Linked DNA regions of Sus scrofa: region 1 is linked to region 2. Evidence: chromatin contacts called from public Hi-C data. All regions are on one chromosome and are shown on one strand. Each heading gives the region's core, a stretch centred on a gene start, on an enhancer-like site or on the middle of the called end of the contact. The rest is flanking DNA. Distances are from core to core; before and after follow the strand shown.

Evidence for each region. Hi-C and Micro-C count contacts between places; a contact is called where the count stands out from the background.
Region 1: a contact with region 2 is called in a Hi-C map of liver, with 2.7 times the contacts expected there. The contact joins two enhancer-like sites. A contact is called at or near these places in 3 of 47 Hi-C or Micro-C datasets (embryonic fibroblasts, liver and skeletal muscle).

The regions. Positions count from the first base shown.
Region 1 is chr1:24,456,832-24,460,596 of Sscrofa11.1, reverse strand. No RefSeq gene overlaps it. Among named protein-coding and RNA genes, the nearest start is that of CITED2, 700 kb to the left of the region's middle. Within about 2 kb of position 1,381, at least 2 of the 83 cell types and tissues checked have an H3K27ac peak or open chromatin away from gene starts, as enhancers often do. A contact at or near this core is called in liver, where this site is marked.
Region 2 is chr1:24,528,846-24,532,586 of Sscrofa11.1, reverse strand. No RefSeq gene overlaps it. Among named protein-coding and RNA genes, the nearest start is that of CITED2, 620 kb to the left of the region's middle. Within about 2 kb of position 1,921, at least 28 of the 83 cell types and tissues checked have an H3K27ac peak or open chromatin away from gene starts, as enhancers often do. A contact at or near this core is called in liver, where this site is marked.

The DNA.
Region 1 (3,765 bases), core at 132-2,631, 71 kb after region 2:
ACATAGGCAAGGGTGGGGTCTGGGCTGAGCTCAAGACATCTTGCCTCCTATATTAGAAATCTAGTTCAATTATTAGCTGAAAACTTTGTCAACCTGACCGAGCTCATATCCATGTATGCTGGACCTTGTCTACGGATTGTCATCTGACATCTTCAACAGAGAGCACTTGGTATGCTGTAACTGCAACTCCAAGACATATCTATTCCAGTGACCTAAGGAATTTGTGACTGTTATTTATAGGTTTTTAAATTTAAACTCAAATTGGAAGAGACTGTGTCATTAATATAGAAAAGTTATTAATGCCAAAAAAACCCCAAATCAATTGTTAAATAATTGCTTTTGACAAAAAAAAAAATACTATGTGGTTTGTATAATCCATATAAACTGGATTTGACATCTGAAAGGTGATAAGAAAATAGTTTGGAGAACAAAAGTGCAAATCATAATTTCTCATCCTTTCTAGTTTTCTTTTGCATATTCTAGAAAACTATGGAAGTTATTAATGTGCATTAGTGACCACTGAGAATTGGCTGGTTCCTGGATTTTAGCCTAAATGTGTCATCAATCCAGAGTCAATGATGGTACTAATCTCCACACTGGGTAAAATGCTTCCCAAGAGTGTGTATTGTTGTGTAGTATATACTGAGTGCCAAAATCTTTCCAAGGAAATATTGAGTCTTTAGCATTTCCACAGATTGGGAAAGAAAAATTACACCATTCAATTGTACAAATGAGAAAATATAAACAAAGGGAAACTAAAGTAGTTTTTCAGAATCATACAATTAAACAAATTAGAAGAGAAGACTTTTTATGGATCCTTGTTGAATCACTTACCCCCCATTCCTTAATCAGTCTTTTTATAAGTAAACCTCTGTGGAATTTTATAGTGTGACTAAGGAAAAAAAAAGAAAGAGTAAAAGGATGAAGGAAAAGGTTTACTTTGCAAGCTTTGATTAAAGAAAATGGGAGTGGCCCCACTGGAGAGAAACTATTTCACTTTACATTTGAAACCCAACCCCTCTCCTCCTTCCCAGGTCACCCTTTTCACTCACTTAGATACTAACTCCTCATCCTTCCTCATCTGACCTATGGGTACATCTTTCCTACCCTGCTTGGACTCTGACAGTCAGCTCTGCCACTGCAGCTATCCTCCCCCTCCCCCACCTATTCCATTGTAGACTCCTACCTTTCTTGCTTGGATGGAATTGCTTAGGAAAGGAAGGGCAGAGAGAGGGATATGAATATAAAGAAGAAAATAAAAAGGAAGAGAAAAGGGATTAGCTGCCATACATATAATTTTTGAAATAGTAGGTCAGAGAGTTGATACCAGTATTTTAGCAGCTGGCAACAAATGCACAGAAGTTTGGCTTTGGACCCAGGGACTTTCAAATATTTGTTCAGGTGTTCAGATTCAGCATTTGGAAAACTGAAGACCGAATATATACTTTATTTTAATTTTTGGTAGCTCTGAGCTTGTTTGTGAATAATGATCATTTAGTTATTTCAGGGTCCATTATGTTTAATCAGCATAAAAATAGTAGTCTTAGGCAAATACCATCTGTTTTTTTGCTAATATCTTATGGGTTAATGTTTTATAGTATCTTCAAGTATAGGTAGAATTCTAGCTATAACTTAAAATAAAAATTTCCTTGTGATGTGCTTTATATGTTTAAACTTTCATTTGTTGCCTGCATATAAAAGTGCACTTACTGTTTCCACAAATAATGATGATTTTTAAAGTTGATAATTTATATATAAATAGTAGCAGGAATTCTCAGATAAAGAAATGACATTTTTTGATAATTAATATTAAGACTCATAGTACTAAAATATTTGGGGGGGGCTTTGTATCCTTTTTGAGCCTTATATCCATATACCTTTATATCCATAAATGTCAATAAAATTTGAGTAATAATCTAAGCTATAATTATAGAGATTATATTATATTCTTCTTTGGCTATTTAATTCTATTAAGTCCTGAACTAAGGCCACTGAGGATTGAAAAAAATATCCTAAGTGGATATCCCTCAAATCAAAAAAGAATAATGTAATCTTTATCCCTCAAAAAATATAAGGAAGAAAAACTGCAAAGTCAAGTATGATAATACTCAGGACAAATCCATATTAAGACTTAATAAAACATAAATATAATTTAGATATTTAAAACATAAAAATATTAGAGAAAAGCAAAGCATCTTCCAGCATTAGAAACAAAGCATCTGACTCTCTAAGGCCTTTAGGTGAAAGTAAGAACTTATCAGTACCACTAATCCTCGTTATATACTGCAGGAACAACCTAACAGTTGAAAATGCTGAGATATTTTTGTTCCAGAATTGTAACAGAGAAGAACAAACTTTTCCATGTCATGTCTATTTCTTTAGTTCTAACCCTTGTGCTCTGTCCCTGTGCTTAGTCATGCTGGCTCTGCACCTTTGTGAAAGAATATTTCCTATAGCCTGAAATATACATGATAGCCACATGATAGCGTGTTTTCAAGGCTTTTACCTTTGAAGGTACAGCACTTTTCCATTTTTATAGAGATAAAAAAAAGTTGCAGGACAGACACTTGTCTTGTTGGAGATCTATAGGAACATTTTGACCAGACTTATCTGGGTGGTGGCAAGAGCAAAGGATTCCTGTGCCAAGAAATTTGCAACAACCAGCCACACCCCCTCCCCTTTTTAGTATTAAAAAAGCTTGAATTCTAACGTGAGTAAGATGGTTCTTTAGGATGCTAGTCCACCATCTTCTGGATATACTGGCTTTCCAAATAAAGTCACTATTCCTTGCACCCACACCTTATCTCTTGATTTATTGACCCATTGTGCAATGAGCCGCAGGAGCTTGGATTCAGTAACAGAACTATAAAATTCAAAATTGATTTCTGTTTACAAATTATATTTGTAAATAAAAATTCAGATCCATTTAAAATTCATTCTTTTTTATATATAATGATTTTCATTTTTTCCGTTATAGCTGGCTTATTGACAGAACACTGTAAACCAGCTATAAAATTCATTCTACAATAGTGATTTTCGTCTTCACTCTTCATTTAGCCATTTGATATTTAAATAAAATATGTATTAGTTGGGGCACCTCTAAGCCATACATTTCCTTGAAAAGGAATCTCTTTCAAAACAAAGACAGATGCCTATAATTTTCTCATATTACAGATTTGTCCCTGACTCATTTGTGTTTATCAAACAGAGAAAATTACATTGAATCAGTTTGGCTGAAATTCATTAGGTAATCTCTTTGTTTACATATTATGTAAATATACGTGTCCTCTGAGAATCTATGGTACTCCCTGGTTCTAGCACTCTCCCAGAGCATTTGTAACTTCCTTAGTATGTATCATTTTATGTTTTCATTGCAGCTTCATCAGAATTGTAGGGCATAGTCAGGGTAATGCTGATTCAATAACTCCAGTTTCTTTAGTACTTTAAGAGCCACTTTCTTTTATTGAATTTAGTTTCTCTGAACTTTTACCAATTTCTCTTGGGCTTTCCTGAATATATTAAGTACAAAACACTAAACTATGATGTCTGAAGTCTTACAAATGAGAAAGGCACACTAGCTTTCTACAATAAATGCATTCTAGATGAGTATAAGAGTTTAGATTGGATAGCCTAAAAGAAATTTAAGCAGTAAATCACATTAATGTGAGTTATTTTCTGAAATCTTCATCATCATGCATTCTTTACAAACCGTTCAGCAATTGCATCCCTGAACCATTAATTTGTTAAAGTGTTGGGCACTTAATG
Region 2 (3,741 bases), core at 672-3,171:
AAGGTCTCTTTCTAACATTGATTTACTTTCAGAGGGTCATTCATAAACATATTCATTACAGACACACTCCTCAAATATTCAATAATACATCAATCACTGAGCTGTTTATGTTAAGAGACACAATTGAAATTGAACAATATAACTCAATAAAATTACTGGCCTTTTTATTTATTCATCTAAACCCTAGTTGCTCAGTCACTGTAAACAGATCCATTGAAAACAATTCACTTTTCTGTTGTTTCATGATTGATCTTCTCAAACACATGATTATTCTTAATTCAGACAAAATATTTCATTTCTTTAAGTACATGAAAAGGAATTAGAGCCAGCTGAATGCAATAAGGGATGAGGAAGGAAGACGCTCAATAAAAGGAAATCAAACCTGTTTACAAGTCTGGGATCTAAACACTTGTGAGGTTTGTGGTTTTGGAAACTATATTCATATGTTAAAGGAGAAAATGATGAAGGCTAGATAAACATGGGTTTAAAATGGCCTGGGTCAGATTCTCATTCCTCCTTGCACCCTAAATACCTCTTTTAAGCAAAGAATGCCCCTTAATTTCAAAGACATCCTGTTCAGGCAAAACACACTAGCATATGCTGGAGAGAAAGAGAAGTTCATTTTTTTCTGAAAGGATCAAGATATATCTATTATTCAGAAGACATCAGTTAAAACATGGACGTATTCATAAAAACAATTAAGGTATGTAGTGATCATGGGATACACCAAATTATCATCTCCTGCATGCGAATGGTAACTCTTAGTTTCCTAAATCTGTTTTTTGTTTCCAGTTCTTCTACTTTGAATATATGATACTGAAAATATGCTAAATGCAGCCCTTGGGCAAATTAGAACCAGAGATTGGTAAAACATTAGGAATTTTTTTTTTCCTTTTTCAATTTGAAGTGTTGTGTTTATTTAGAAAGTAAAGAAAGTTAATATAAGTACATTCTGGAATCATAAGGATGACCATCTGCTAACTAATTACTATCCTGGAGTTTAAGTGCCCCTTAGGCATATTTATATATTTATTTACATTTTAAACCTGATCGTTGTTTAGAAGAAATGAGAATAATAGGGTTTAAGCTATTGTATGTTGTATATGCAGTATATGTACATATAGTATACTGCATACTAGATACGCAGTCATATTGGATCAATGTCACTTCAAGCGATGGGTAACCAAAAAAGATACTGACTGCAGGAGCCTTTTAATTTGTAGGCTCTGAAATTCTGATGACTGGGGAAAAAGAAAAAGAAAGGCTGAAGGGAACTGGCATTTTAATTCCATGTGGCTGAGCTTTTTAGTTGCATTCAGACACTTCTATTTTTATTTCTTCAAGCTGGGCCCATTTCCAAGTAGGAAGCTGTGGAATTATTGCTCTCACTCCCACATTTAGTGCAATCCCCTATAATACTAAGGTTAGGTCAGCCTTTTCCCTGTCCCCTGCATTAAACCTACAAATAGATCAGATTTCATGATAAGGAACAAGCAAAAAAGGACAAAAGATTTTAAGTGAAACATTGAACCAGCTTGACTTGAATTTGAATTGAATCAACTGCATAATCTAATGTTCACATAGTGCTTTGGCCTCAGATCCTGGTTGGTTTCACCCCATAGCATTTAAGTTATTCTTTCTTTCTTTTCCTTCCTTTTTTTTTTTTTTTCATTGCCTTGCTGTGTGCTGATACATTTAAAAGGATAGCTCTTTGTGTTTTATGCAATGGAAAAATTGCTGTTGAAGTCTTAGCCTTGAAAGGCACAGACTGTATCTAAAAACAGAAAAAAGCAATCTTTTGCCCCGCCTCCAATTGGTTGTTTGGAAACAGCTGTTGGACGCCAAGTTTGTACTTCACCCTTATCAGCCCATTTGGTGAGATCAGAATGTGCCTGAATAACTCTGAAGGTCAAAATATGTTGACTGAATTTTCTGCTGCTACCATTCCAGAAAGCCAGCTCATACTATCCCTGACTGTCAACAGCAGCCAGGCTCTGCCCTTCTCATGATCATGACACATAGTGGAAGTATCCCTGGTTTCTCTACATCCAAATCCCTGCATGATGTGTGTTACACTCAGGATAAGCACAGCAGGATGGCCTGCCAGTGGACCTGACAGATCTGGCCTACTAACATATGGAATTGCCCTCCAAAATAAAACACACTATTGCATTGACTTGTCATGATTCAAGGCCCACAATATTTGTTTGATCTTCTTTTTCTCAACCATAGGTGTCTAATTTATGGTATCTACAACATTTGTCTGAGAGAACTGGGCATTATAATTTTCATATTCAAGCTCATAATCATTTTAGCTTTCCAAAAACGATGCTGCATTGGTCTTAATTGCTTCTTGAGTTGAAGATGTTCTTTCCAGCCCTTATTTACAGTGCAGCTCAAAATGCTTCCTAACATGAACAGAGGGGTCTTTGATTTTTATAATTATTTAATCATTCAGTCTTTTTACAGAGTTGGATCATGCTATATTTTTACTTAGCTATTAGAAAATACTCACTGGGAGTTCTGTTGTGGCTCAGCGGAAACGAATCTGACTAATATCCATGAGGATATGGGTTTGATCCCTGGCCTGCTCAGTGGGTTGGGATCTGGTGTTCCTGTGGTTGTGGTGTAGGCCAGCAGCTGTAGCTCTGATTCAGCCCCTAGCCTAGGAATTTCCATATGCCACAGACACAGCCCTAAAAGGAAAAAAAAAAAAGCAAGAAAGAAAATACTCATTGAACAATAAGAACTTTTAAATATTATAAAATTCTGTTCTAGAATCTCATCTTAATGATACCTACTTCTTAGCTTAAAAACATTGTCTAAAAGATGTTAAGTATTAATCTTGCATTTTGCAGCACGCTCACATTTATCTCCAAATAATGTACAGTGTTTTGGCAGTTATTTATCTAGTTATTTATATATTTATGTGATGCCTATTTCTGAAATATTCAGTGCCTTTGACAAGTGTGCTGTGTTGGCAGAAAATAACGTTTAAGAGAGAAACAATATTCTATTTCACTTGACTACTTCAATACAACAACTATAGTAGTATTTTATGACTTAATGAACAACCATCAGAAGGAAAGAGAAATAGACCAACCAATCACGCAAGTTATCAAGTCACAGAGACTAAATAAAAACTCTGTGTGGATTTCTTTTCAAGGTGAAAAAAAAAAATAGAGCTGTTATCCAAAAGGTGAAATAATGAATTTAGGGGAAACATACATTTTAAAAGGCTTGTAACTGATTTTTATTTTGCTTTGTATGTCAGGTTCCTCCTCTAAACTCAGAGCTTCCCTTTTCCTCACAGGAGTCAGTTTGGGCAAAAGGCCATTGAACTATGTGGAGAATCATTATTTGAACAAGACATTTATCATCAGGTTTAGATGGTTTGATATGCAGTTATTCTGAAGACCAGTTAAATATCATACCTAATGTTCATAAAACAGACCAAATTATATTCTTACATGAGTAACATATCTTAGTTTCCCATATATGTTTTCTCTTTCAGTTTATTTTCTTTTCACAAATGATATTAAAAATGTGCTAAGTTGGTGAACTAGGATCAAGATATGCATATAACTGTATTTCAGCCAGAGATGTTTCAGCAGGGCATATTATTTGTCATTAAACTCTGTTTTAATATTGTAATAAGTACAATATTTTGACATAGAGAACATTTCACAAATTTTCTCTTTCTTGGGAAATACTGCCAATATTTCTTTGTCACCATAATAC